Linked DNA regions of Sus scrofa: region 1 is linked to region 2. The links are chromatin contacts, called in public HiChIP or PLAC-seq maps. All regions are on one chromosome and are shown on one strand. Each heading gives the region's core, a stretch centred on a gene start, on an enhancer-like site or on the middle of the called end of the contact. The rest is flanking DNA. Distances are from core to core; before and after follow the strand shown. Region 1 overlaps CUX1 (protein CASP). Region 2 overlaps CUX1 (protein CASP).

Region 1 (6,822 bases), core at 1,483-3,982, 64 kb before region 2:
TCCTGTCTGACTCTCCTTCCACAGGCTGGGCCTGGAATCTTCTGCAGTCACATCTGATGTGGTTTTGGTCAAGAAATGGTTACGGTGGGCTTACTATAGGCCGGACATCATGCTCAGGTTAAGAGGGACCTTAAGAGGCAAGTCCCAAGTAGAGCAGTTCCCGGGGTCTTGCCAACTTGGGGAGGGTACCTGGAAGGAGCGTTACCCTCCAGCCCGTTCTGTGGCCCACTGGGAGTGGCCCCCGTCAGAAGACCTCTGTCACACACAACAAACCGACACTCAGAGCATCAGAGGACCTGTGTCCTGGCCTCGGAAACTCTGGGAGGAGCTGCCAAGAGGATCTGTTTGGAACAAGCCTGCGGCAGATGGGCCCAGGATGGTGTCCCAGGCGGACAGCAGGAGCACAAGGACACGTTCCCGAAGCCACCGAGAGGGTGGCTTCAGCCACTAAAGACACACACTGGCATGTTTCGCTGAGGATTCAAGCAGGTGCTCCAAGTGGCTTGTCGATGGTGGGGACCGAGGCCCAGCAGAGCCAGGCAAGGCGAGGAAAAGCCAAGCTGAAGATCCAGCCACAGACCTCCACGGAAGCTGTGTGTCTTTTTCCAGCCGCCTCCGTCCACCCCGGCTTCCTTGCTGCCGGAAGTGAGCGAAGGCGGCTGCAAGCCCTGCTGGAGATCCCATCATTGGTGCCCCGACTGGGGCGGGGGGCCGCTGCCAGCCGGGATGGCAGGGTGCTGGAGCAAACATCCGGGGTGCTGTCGACTTGGAAACAGCAGACCGTTTTGAAGGGGGCGGCGGGGGGGGGGCGCGGGGGGGGCGGTCGGCAAGGAACCGGGGGTGGGGGCGATCCCGCCACACCACGCGGGCTTCTGGCGGTACCGCAAATCTCGGGCAAGCAGGTCCAAAAGAGCACCGTGGGCTGGGATCCAAGAACAGATGTCGAAGCTACTGCAGAAAAGAGGGAGACACTGCACATTTGGACAGACCACATTTGAAACACACGCCCGCCAGCGAAGGCAGGGAAAAAAGAGCAACCGAACCCAATGCGGCAGCGTGGGGACGAAGACGGAGGAGAGAGCAGTCGAGATTCGCAGAAGGCTTCTCAAAAATATAAACAATCTGGTAAGGAGGAGGACTTAGACATCTATATTTAAGCAGCAGCAGCACAAGTTATAAAAGGAGCCTTCAAGAAAGGGGGAAAAAAGCCAATATTGAAATATGACAAAAAAAGTCAAGTTGATGTTTGGTTCCAATCACACACAGATGCAGAAAACTTGGAGAAAAACAAAGAGCTTCCCACAAGGGCCCTACTTCCTGGGAGGGGGTGTCACCTAATCAGACGGCATCTGGTGACTTCTGCCGCCAGGGGCTAGATGCTGGGGGCACAGGGGAGACGATGGGGTCCCCACTGCCACCCCGCCTTCCCATCTAACTGGAAGAGCTTGGGGACCGTGGGGGAGCACTACAGGAGAAGCCCAAGAGCATGGAGTCTGTGGGTCCCTCTGGGACCCTCGGGTCCCCGTGTGCTCTTCTCGCTCTGAAGGTCCCAGCCCGGCCCGGCGGGGGCGGGGGGCGCTCTGTGGGCAGATCAGTCTGGAAGGCCAATGGCGGGGGCACAGGTCACTTGATGGAAGGTGAGCAAACCCACCTCCATCGCTGGGCCGCAGGGCCAGGGTGCCCGAGGTGACCCGCTGCCGGCAGTTCCCTACCCGTGCCGACACGGCAGACAGGCCTGCAGGAGGAACCACCGCGGCCACCACGGAAACAGACTGGCACAACGAGGATGAGAGTCTGAGCCTCCACTGCCCTGGGTCTGGCTGCTCAGAACAAGACTCAGTCTTCAACGGAGAGTCCACTAAACAAACGCCACCCAATCCCCTGGAGGACGCCGTCTAGGGCTCCGGGGACAACGCGAAGGGAGGAGACGGCTCTGAAACAAAAGCCAAACACTGTTTTCTTATCTATCCAGCCTGCCAATCCTCCAAGTGCCACATGTCATTACGACACGTTAAAAGGGAATTTAACGTTCCAGGGGAGGGGGCAGTGGGGGCCTAAAACTCAGAGGCCCCCAGTGGTCACACACACAAAGGAGCGTGAAGCATCCCTGCATTTGGAAGGCATTAAAAACTCTCTCACGCACGCACCCCCCAAAAAACCCCAAAACAAAACCAAACCCTAGAATGACCTGAAAGTCCAGCAATAACATATGGGCACATCCATTCAAGAACTATTTTGCAATAGTCAAAAAAAAAAAAAAAAAAGTACAGTCCTACTGCATGAGCTGGAATGATCTTTAAGATATGTAAGTGAAAAAAGCAGAGTGTAAAACAACGCTACACTGTTTAAAAGAGTATCTATACCGACGCTTGCGGAAGCTTGGGCTGTCTCCAGAAAGATACGGAGGACACTTGTAGCCGAGCTCCGCTCTGGGAGGAGCTGGGAGGCAGGGCCTCGACCCTCAGCATAGGTCTTTCTGCTCTTTTGCCACATGCATGAATTACCTAATTGGAAGAGCTGCAATATACATTAATTATACATATACACACACACATACCCACTGCTCATGTGAAAAATGCACATACACCTGGTTACAGAAATGTATCTCACATCCCACACGAGTGCGCGGTCTCCGCGTCCACCTGCCCGGGGACAGAGGCCTGGACAGATGACCCCCTGACTCAGGCTGGTGATTCAAAAAGTGAGGCAGGCACATCCGTTGTCAAAACAACAGCTGTTTCTTGCACAACACACTGCACACTGGCCAGTCTCAGGTTGTGTGAACGAGGAAGAGGTGGCCCGTCACCGAGAACACCACTCAGTCGAGCCCCAACCTTCTGAGGGCAGGGCGGGGGAGGGCGGCCCCCCACTGCTCAGAACTGGCCCCCTGCCGGAGAGGCCTGCCTGGCGGCCCCGGGTCCCAGCTGATGGCGAGTTGGCCACGGTGGCAGCAAACCCACGGCCTCTGAACCCCGGGGTTTCCAAGGAGACGGAAAAAGCCGGCGCCGGTACAGGCAAAGCATCGGGAAAGGACGGCACCTGGGCGCAGGAACTGTGGGGGCCTCTTTCAAAGTCAGGACGCGACAAGGTCCAGGGGAGGACCTCTGGCTGCGGACACCCCAGCCCATGAAACGGGGGAACTAAGTGCACAAGCGCTGCGGACGCTGCGATCTTGTTCTCCTCACTGCCTCAAATTTCTGGGATCTTATTCCTCCGTTTCCGACAGATCCTCCAGGGGCAAAGCTCCCAACCCTGGAGGTTTCTTTCTCCCCGAACTCCCGCCTCTCAGCCAAGTATTAAAGGCTTATTAAACACACACAAAAATAAAAAGCGACCATAGAGCTGCCTATTTAAAAGAAACTGTGGGTGAAATTTCTCCCAAAGAAAACACGTCTCTAACAACGTCAATGACCAGTTTGGAAGCGCTCACCTCCCAACTGAGTATGTCAGCTGTTTGCTTTAAACCAGGGCTTCGGTAAGATTCTGTCTCCTTGAGGCCTCAGGCCCGGCCTGCCAGTACTCTGGGCAGACACACCCGGGTCCCCTCTGCCCCAGCACCCCAGGCTGGCAGGGAGGACACCCTGGCCACCAGGCATCTGAGGGGTAAAGTATTGTCTTTTTACTGCCCCTAACTTTAATCCAAAGAATTGGTTCATGTGATGGTTCTTTAGGGCTTATCTGCCAACGAATCAACAGCAAATCCTACATGAGATTTATTTATCTTGTCTTTTTCGGGCCGCACCCAAGGCAAATGGAAGTCCCCAGGCTCGGGGGTGAATTGGAGCTGCAGCCGCCAACCTACACCCCAGCCACAGCCACAGCCACAGCCACAGCCATGCCGGATCCGAGCCACGTCTCTGACCTCACCACAGCTCACAGCAACGCCAGATCCTTAACCCACTGAGTGGGGCCAGGGATGGAACCCGAGTCCTCATGGATACCCGTCGGGTTCGTTACCGCTGCACCACAACAGGAATGCCCCCATCTAAGAATTTAAAGCGGCTGTATTAGGGGAAATGGCGAGCACTTGAGTGAAAAGGTAAAGGCCAGCCCAGTCTCTGCAGAAAGTCGTCCTTGGAGGGTGTCCTGTCTCGTTCCGGTAACAGAATCACAGGACAAATGGAAGACACTCTGGCTAGAAAGGGCTGAAGGCCTGCAGTCCCCCTGTCTCCTGTCACCCTCCCCCCCCCCGGAACCCTACTCAGGACATCTGAAGATGCTTCAGACCGTGGCCTTAGAGAACCCTGGCTTGGATTCCAGGCTCCACCCCTGCTGTAACCTGTGTGGTTTTGGTCAAATGATGCCCCCTCCAACCCCTGGAGGTAACTAAGACAACGCATGTCCACTTGGAGGCACAGTGAGCACGCTTTCGAGGGGAGGTTTTCTGTACTATCAGAGCCACGCACTTGACCTCAGGGCGGAATGCATTCCACATCCAGTCTCCCCCGCTAGGCCAGGGGGTCTCTGGGCACGCACAGGTGCATTGAAAGTTGACGCTGACCTCCAGGTGCCCACAGTCCAATTGGGGAAACCAGGCAGGCAAAGAAGAGCGATAGGGCAGAGGGGCCCAGGCTGGTGAAACGAAAACAGAGGCTCAAGTTCAGTAAGGCAGAACACCCTGCCAGCAAGAAAGGGCTCCAGGGTTTTGTGAAAGACAAAACCCCAGGCCACCCTGGCTGGGGTCTGGGGGTGGCATGGCCTCTATCCCCACGGCCCTCCGTCCCCTCCTCCCGGCTCATCCAGGACCCAGCACAGCCCCCGGTTGTGACCATGAATGGGGCTGAAAGGAAGCAGGATCCGGGTCAGGTCACCCCGGGGATGGGGGGGGCGGCTGCCTTGGGAACAGAAGTCGGGGAAGGGCTGCCGAGAGGGGGCTGCGGCCAAAGCAGACACGCCGTGTTCAACCAGAAGCCACAGACAGTGACCAGGTCACCCACCCTGAGTGTCCCCCCCACCCCACGCACAATGTGCTCAAACACAAGACTGCTCGGGAAGGGGCCCCAGGTCCACGATCCTGGGGCCATTCCTCGCCCTGGGAGGAAACGACCGCGCGGGGCCGTCCTTTCACCGTCCACCCTTTCGTACCCTTTGGATTGTCAACGCGTGAATGGAATGACTCCTCCTAAAAAGCAAACACGTATCAGTTAAAATCTCATTTTTCCCCTGTAATGAGACAAAGGCTTTGAAGGACTGATAAGGGCCCCTGGACACCTCACTCCCGGCAAAGCTCTCCCCCGCGGTCCTGCAGGAGGTGTGATTGGGTCTGCGAGCGGGTGTGGACGGACGGCGGCTCCGCTTCAAGGGGAACCCTGCAGCGTTCCCTCGGGAGACGCTCGTGTTTTCACTTATCTCTGAGGTTTAAGTGGAGACCCCAGCCCGACCCCGCGTCTCCCAAGTGTTTCTTCCGACACGCAACCCTCGCCTGTCCCCTCCCTCCCCATCGCGGTCCCTGACGCCCCGCCAGGTGACAGGGCGAGCCGTCTCCGGCTCCCGTGTCCTGTCATGTGGTGCCAGGCGGTGGCCAGCAGTGAGCACCCCACCCAGGAAGCTGTGGTTTCTACAGAATCCGACAGGCCTGCACGCAACCCAGGAGACGCTCCACAGCAGGCAGGGCAGCAAAGGGGGAAGGAGAAACATGGGGGGACCCCAGGCAGGGCGGCGGGTACCGGAGGCGGCAAGGCGCCCTCGTCCTCACAGGCATGAGTCCCCACGCAGCTGTAAGGTGACGGGGACCTACACACCCTGCAGGGACGGGGACGTGTCATTCCCTGCCCCAAAACCTTGAAAGGCCTGGATGAGACCACCAGGAGCCACCCTGCAGCTGGCCTTCCTCCAGCGTCCCCACAAGGCTGGGGCCTCTCCTCAGCCTCGGGCCCTTGGGGCAGGCTGTTCCCTCTGCTTGAAAGCCTTTCCCTTCTCTCTCCCACGAAACTGTCGGAATCTGCTCAAATGCCACTTCCCAGACTCCTCGTCCCTTTCGCCCAGGGAAGGTGAGTGCCCAACTCCCCAAACGGGGCCGCCTGGCGGCGATCCTGGTCCGTGATCCTGTGTCTGATCCCGCAGCTGCCTGGGTGCTCGGTTAATGCCAGGCGCCCCTCAGCCTGTAAGCTCTGGCAAGAAATGTGGTTTCTGCTCACTTCACACCGTGCCGGGGGCCACTGCAGTTGGCTCCCCGTGCCTGTAGGCTCCGCATCCAGAGATTCAATCCACCAGGGATCGAAAACATTGGTGGGGGGGGGAATTAATTCCAGAAAGCTCCAAAACGCAAAACTAGAATTCACCACCTGCCTGCAACTATTTACACGGCATTTACATTGTATTTACAACGATTTACATAGCATTTACATGCATTAGGCAGTGTAAGTCATCAGAGAGGTTTAAAGTATATGAGAGGATGTGCTTAGGTTACATGCAAAGACGGCGCCTTTATATAGGGAACCTGAGCCAACAAGGTGGGTCCCCGTGGATACCGAGGGACCACGGAGTCAGAACTTGCCAAGTGGAAGTGGAAGCTAAGAAAAAGATGAGCAAAATAAACTAAACGCTCTAAGTCGCCTAGAGTAAGTGCAGAAGGGTTCAGAGGAAGAAGAGAGATTGCTTTTGCTTGGGGGAAAAAAATCGGAAAGAGCTTCATGAAAATAACAGAAACTTCGAGAAATTTCTGGGCTGGGCAAGGATGCACTCCAGACAGAGGGACCAACAAAGTCGGGAGGGGACCACTTCAAGACCTCTGCAGACAGCAAGGCTTCCTTCTAGTCAGAAAGAGAGAGGCTGCCAGGGGAAGGCTGGCCCACGCACTGACCCTTGAATGGCAGAAAACAG
Region 2 (6,619 bases), core at 2,290-4,789:
TAGGCTTCTTCTCGGGGACAGATGTCCACCTGAAGACGCTGACAGAGCCAGCCTCCCTCAACACGGCCCGGCGCCGTCTTCACGTGCAACTGCCAACAAAACCCCGAGGAGCCGTGCTCTTTGGGTGGTGTCACCACAGTGGCTAAAGCGCCTGGACTCCCGGGGGCTGAGACGGGGGGGATTTCGTCCTGGGTGTCACGAGCTTAAATGCAAATAGGAGCATCTCACAGGGAAGAGCTGCCCAGCCCCAGCGCCAGGCCGGTTAGACTCCTGCTCCCCAGGCGCGCTCCCGGCAGAAGGCCCCCTCCTTCCCGCCCTCCCAGGCCCCACCATCAGGCCTCTGTCCTGCCTCCCATGTCCCTAAAGCCCTCCCCACACAGGCGCTTGATGCACAACTGGGGCGAGGAGGAGGGCGGGTGATAGCAGGAGGGCCGGGTTCCTGCGTGCTGCACCCCAGCTATGGGGCGGCGCCTGCCATCGGGCGTGCTCACCCCCGGGGAGGATCCACCACCTGCTGAATAACCCTGCTCTTTGGAGCCCTGTGGCTGGGGGCCGACACGGACGTCTCAGGGCAGGGAGGCTCGAGAAAATTCCTTGGATCCAGTGAGGCCTCAGCCAGAAGGTGTCTGTCCACCAGTCACCCAGGTACCTTCACATGCACCTCACAGGCTTTATTCACCCTCCAGCTGTTCAAACGACAGGACTCGCCCACCCCAAGCTCACTCTGGGTGGCCTGTGGACGGAGGGCCCTTCCGATCCCCCTGCAGCCTCATCACAACCACCGCACCGCTTCATGGGGGGAGCCACTCTCGGGGACAGCAGGGGTTGCAGGGAAAGTGTGGAGGGGACACCAGCCGGTTGGGGCTCCTCCACGGGGCTGCAGTGTGGATGACAGGAAAGAGAGCAACAGCCCAAACCAGCGCCTGCCCAGGGTCAGTACTCAGGAAATGAGAGCTGATGCTGTGTGTGTGTGTGTGTGTGTGTGTGTGAATTTTTTAAAGCATCTGTCTTGTCACCAGTGGACATAAAATCAGCTACAACATGTGGAAGCCAATGCTACCGGCGATGCTTTCCGTCTCTGCCCCTCCTTCTACTTACTGAAGGACCCCAACAGTCCCGGCTCCAGAACAGGGGAAGTTCAGACACAAGCGGGGAGGGGTCCCCCAGTTAAGATTAATTCTCTAGCCCTTCCCACCGCAAATGATGCCTAACTCTCAAACACCAGCCAAAGCACAAACAAGTCCTCCACAGGCTTCAAAGCCCGGCTTTCAGCCCATCTTCTCGACTTCAACACCAAACCTCTCCACTACGCTTCAGCCCTTTCCCCCAGGGCTCAGCCCCTGAATCCCCACCGCCCCCCTCAATCCCATGCATCCCAGCAAACGGAGCGCCTCCTCTTCCGCTACCTCGGGTGGCTCCTCTTCCCCGTCCTGGTCCCTGTGGATGCCAGGCCTGCCCTCCATCAGCCCTCGGAATGCCCCCCCCAGATGGTGGCTCTTCTCAGCCCCCCGCCTCCCCCTTTAAGTCCTGGCAGCCCTCACTTCCCCAAATCCATGCAAATGCTCCTGCAGCCAGACAGTGACGTCACCTCTACAAAAATACCCTAGGTACTTTCTTTGTAAATGAAGAAGCAGAGAAAGCACGCAGGCTATGAAGGCCACTGCTCCGAGGCAGGGCGGGTCGGGGGCCTTTGCCCAGACACACGGGGCAGCTTCTGGAGGCCGAGGCCTCAGGAGATGTTTCTCCGGTACTGCCCCCCAAGCCTCGGCGTTTCTCGCTGCTCACTTTCGCTTGCATCAGTGGGTCTCCGATCGGTACAACTTTCCCCGTTCGTATGGGGACGTTTCCTCCCATTCAGGCTGTGAGCAGAGTCAAAGAATAAATCTCTGTCAAAGAATTGTTCTGCCCAATGCTATTTTTAAAAATGAGAATTTTTTATGTGGTATGTGCCACAAATACAATTATGTGTATTTTGACCAACGCATATGTCACTTTGCAAAGAAGGACTTAATAAATGGGAACAAAAAAAGAAGTACATGTGATATCGCTATGTACCTATTAGGGGCTTTCAAAATACAGCCAATCTATTATAAGCCACCCACCTCTTACAACCCTAAAAAGAATTCCGGGTGCACTCTTGAGTTAACTCGCTGAAGGAGTCCTAAGTCAGAAAGACACAGACCTGCCCCTGTAAAAGCCCCTCATGGTTTTCATGCAGCAGGACTCACTGGGCACCAAGAACGGGGGTGAGGGCCACACAGAGGGCAGGGTGAAGGGCAAGGTCAGGCGAAGGACAGGAGCCTGCCTGCGAAGGACAGTGGGAAGCCAGGTGGGTGCCCTGTGGGGTCCACCGGAAACAGCAAAAGCAGGGAACCAGGGCTTCAAGGAGAGGTCTCAGCGGCCACCGCCACCCCCCCCCGCCCCCCGCCGCTATTCCGCTGGGAGGTCCACTCCCACACGTCCCCAAGGGCATGGAACTCAGCTCTAGCTTTCCCTCCAGCCTGATCTGGACGCCCTTCCTCCACGGCCCTCCGCTGTCACAGCCACATCCTGGCCACCCGGGCCACCTCTGCCCACCCCAGGCTGCCCGCTCCCCCGGGGTGGGCACCTCAGCTCTGCCACCCACATCCCCACGGCAGTGGCAGCATTGGTGAAAATGAAGAGGGCATGCATAAGCTAAGCTGGCTACTCAGACAGCAGAGGGAGGAGAGGGAGCTTCCCCAGGGAGCGTGAATCCAGGCCCCTACTAAGTGGGGAAAAGGTTCAGGCGAGGTGGAGAGAGCCATCGGGAACTCGGTCCGCTGGCCCAAGGAGCGTGGTCTCCATCCTGTGCCAACGTGAGCCACTGTGGGTGTTTAAGGAGAAGGACGTGACGAAATCAATGATTTGGGAAGACTCATCTGGCAGCCACATCTATAATGGATTGCGACTTGCTTCAAGCAGACAATTTCAAAACAAGCAAAGGCTACACTCTCAGCTTTTGTGTGTTCAAAAGATTTGGCTCTCACACACAACAAGCAGCCCCCAAAACTAAATGCGTACACACACAAGATTTATTAAAGTATCAGTGTGTTTTAAAGTGACAGCATAATTACACACCAACACAGAGCAATGTACAACCATCGCAAACCACTTCTGACTTCTCCTGACAGTGACACTCAGCCGTAACTGGCAATACCCTTCGTCTTCCAACCCCACTTCAGTGCAGGGTGGGGGGCCAGGGCTGAGGAAGGGTGGGGGAACAGAGGTGACAGGGCAGCCCCTCTGGCTCCCCTGACCCAGGATGGGCGGCTCCAGGTGATGACTGCTTGACTGCATCACGCTGCTCTCCAAGGTGAGTGCTGGCCAGGCCCTGGCCACCTCCCTGGTCCTCTGTGCCTGCCCACGACCGCGGGGTCCCTGGCGGACCAGGTGACCTGCACAGGGTGCCTTGGCAGCAGCCTGGGCTTCCTGCCGGGCTTCTGGGTCTCACACACGCCTATGGAGCAGAAAAGCTTGACACCAAACCTGACCTTGTCTCCTACTTGGCTGAGGGATATGACAGTGCAGTGTTATGTAAACGACGAACCGAGGTACAAGTGAAATGAAGCAATTCCAGCAAAGTCAGGTTTCTACACTGGTCTACATGAATGCGTCTATTCTCACAGTTTTCTATTTCAAAAACATAGGACTTACAACACCTCTGCTGCGGGAACAGGAAGGGAAGATGGAAATTTATTTGCAGGGCTACTTATAATTTTAGCTGTAAATTTCTACATGTCGGTGACTCAAAATCTGTTCTCCTTTAAAAGGTTTGTGTTCTACGGGCAGCTGCTATCTACACGCTCAGCGAGGGCAGAGCAGAACAATGTGAAACAGAAATAATTCACTGTACACAGAGCTGCATGGGTTCAAGTTCTAGGTCAACTATCATGGAGAAAAACAGAAAATAAAGAACACGTTTCACCATTATCTGCCACACCTTTCAGAAGGAAGCAAAAACGGTGACAGGAGCAACAGAACATTCTTATTTTCAGGCTAAGGGGAAAAAGGCTTTTCCAAACCTAATCAAAAAATTAAATGTACAATTCCCTCCAGCAAGAATTTTATTTTTAATTTTCATTTACATAGTCTCTCTCTTCCAAGAATCTCAAAATAATGGATTTCCACAAATACTTCAAAAAAAAAAAAAAAAACAACGTTTTCACAACAAAGGAGAGGACAGGCTTGGCAGGGCAGGAGCTCAGAGGAGGGACAAGAAGTGGCGAGCAGGGTGGCAGCGGGCGCCAGGGCTGGCAGTGCCCAGGCCGAGGGCAGCTCCGAAGCAGCCCCCTCCTTTGCCGACAGCCCCAGGGCCTCGCTTCTGTTTGCAGCTTCAGGCTCTTCAAGAGATGACAGCGATGCACCTTTGGTGTCACTTACTAGCTTTAAATCAAATTATTTTCATCTAAACAGCCATTTCTCCCCTAAAAATCCAAGGGAACGGTGGCAATAAACCAAAGGCGCTTGCAGGTCCCAAATAACAACTGAACCAAGACAAATAAAATGAGTTCATATTCCTTTTTGCCTTAAAAACATAAAACTACGTTAGAAAATAAAATATTAACAATTTATGAGGGGAAAAGACCCAATGTTAAGAAAGACTGTCTTGCTTTTAGGGGGAAACTGGATAGAAGCTTTTGAGCTAGTTGGGTGTTTTTTGTTTTGCTTTTGGCTTTTTACAGCTGGGTGGACAGGATCTGAACGTCTTACAACGAGCAGAAAGCTGTCAACACCCAAATAAAATTTTAATGACAGTAGGAATGGCATTCTATTTCTCACAATTTCACAATGTTCACTTAAGAAAGAGCTAATTTGTCAATTTGTTTTTCCCTTAACCAAACTCAGGACACCTCACAACTGTGCATAACTTAAAAAAAAAAAAAAAATGTTAACTGCTTCAACTTACTTGATAAACACAGTCAGAGAGAAAGATGTCTCTGAGAAAGCAGGCCCATGCCAGCACAGTCAGGGTAAGGCTGCGAAAGAACAAGCTTCAGAGCGAGAGCCCTGGTAATTTCTTCCAACATCAGCTTCATAAATCACCGCCAGAAGGATCCAGGATTTCAACCGTCCACTCACTGAGTGGGCCACAGGCAAGACCCAGTGACCCCCGCCACGGCCTCCTGCGTCTTACAAAAGGCGTAGATCGCGCAGCTCGGGTTCCAAACTCACCTCCACAAGGGCCTCAAGGACGGAAGCAGAACCCAGTCGGCTTCCTGAGCATCTCCCACCCGGCTCTTCTTCCAGGCGCTCTGCGGTGCCGGGAGGAACCCCCACTCCCAAGCCCGTTCTTTTCCAGGCACCTGTCCGGAGGGAGGTGTTCCCGAGGCCAGGGAAGGGGAAGGGCTCTGCGGAGGGATCCTGCTAATGGCATCTGGGGCACCTCCCTGGTGGCCCCCGGCCCAGGGCGCCACCAAACCCAAAGAGTCTGCCACCTGCCCAGGGCGCCCCCTTTCCCACCCCGGGGCCGAGCTAAGGAAACGTCTTCAGATTCCAGTGAAGAAACTGACAACATTTATTTTGCACGGTGACATCATCCTATCAGAACTTAATTACAGCACGAATTAGAATTATTTTTATTAGAGAGTTGTTTACTCGTCAAAGGAAAGGGTCTTGATGGGTTTTGCAGCAAATGAGACGTCTCTCCGAAAGAGCTGCTCCCCTCATTACGTTGAACTGTGTCACACACTCTTCCAGTCACAGCCCAGGTGCGTGAGCCCAGGTGCTCCGAGGCTGCTTCAAGCCATGGTACAAATGGGGGTGATGCCACAGCCCCCCAACCCCATGGACGTCCCTGCAGTAACACCTCCCGGCGGCCAAAGGCCGTTTTCTTCTCTTCTACCCACTTGCTCAGAACACAGCTGAAAAGCAGGACTCGTTACAGCTCAGTAAACCCAAAACTCCGACAGGACCAACAGCTCCATCCAAATCAGCACCTCAACACCAACCGAAACGGTTCTTCAACATACAGAGGCTATGAGCTGGCTTTGAGAAGTAAAAGCGGAAAAATGACCTCACTCATTCAGAGGGCCCCACCATTAACGTCTGATTGAAATGTCCCCCTAACCTGTTTTTTATGGTTTGGTTGGTTGGGTGGTTGGTTGGTTGATGTGGGTGCTATTTAAGGGTATATCTCTCAATGAACTTAGGGAGAGTAGTTTTTTCTGAATTCCAAATCTTGATCAGGGTATAATAAAATGTACCCAACCCTCATGTCAACAAATGTTTAGGAAATCAGAAACCTCAAATGAATTCATAACTTTTTGCTATATTAGTTATATAATACAGACATTAAATCGCATCTAATTGTGCCATGAAAGTTCCCTTCTTAATCCATGATCCACACACGCACGGTGCTCTTGAGTGGCTGAGCATACACAGGCGACCAGTCCCCAAAACGCCCAGCACGCCTGGCACATCCAGGAAAACAGTAGTGGGGCGCAACGAGAGGTCAGGGGGCCCCTCTTCAAACAGCTTCGACGAAATGAATGGCCCTAAGTAAGAAGTGTCTCTGTGCTTTGCTATAATAAGATTCAAACACAGGAGTCCAAGAATTCCACCTGTTTCCAATTAGATACCAGAATTGCTGGAGTGTTTA

Evidence for each region. HiChIP or PLAC-seq counts read pairs in DNA pulled down with a chosen protein or histone mark.
Region 1: an H3K27ac HiChIP or PLAC-seq map of alveolar macrophages shows a contact between it and region 2. The contact joins two enhancer-like sites. A contact is called at or near these places in 7 of 47 Hi-C or Micro-C datasets (blood, brain, embryonic fibroblasts and 4 more) and 2 of 2 datasets of contacts at active chromatin or transcription factors (alveolar macrophages and skeletal muscle).

The regions. Positions count from the first base shown.
Region 1 is chr3:9,385,696-9,392,517 of Sscrofa11.1, reverse strand. All of the region lies in intron 1 of CUX1 (protein CASP), which reads right to left. Among named protein-coding and RNA genes, the nearest start is that of CUX1, 72 kb to the right of the region's middle. Within about 2 kb of position 2,732, at least 15 of the 83 cell types and tissues checked have an H3K27ac peak or open chromatin away from gene starts, as enhancers often do. A contact at or near this core is called in alveolar macrophages and skeletal muscle, where this site is marked.
Region 2 is chr3:9,322,216-9,328,834 of Sscrofa11.1, reverse strand. The region is part of intron 1 of CUX1 (protein CASP); the gene reads right to left. Among named protein-coding and RNA genes, the nearest start is that of CUX1, 8.4 kb to the right of the region's middle. Within about 2 kb of position 3,539, at least 18 of the 83 cell types and tissues checked have an H3K27ac peak or open chromatin away from gene starts, as enhancers often do. A contact at or near this core is called in alveolar macrophages and skeletal muscle, where this site is marked.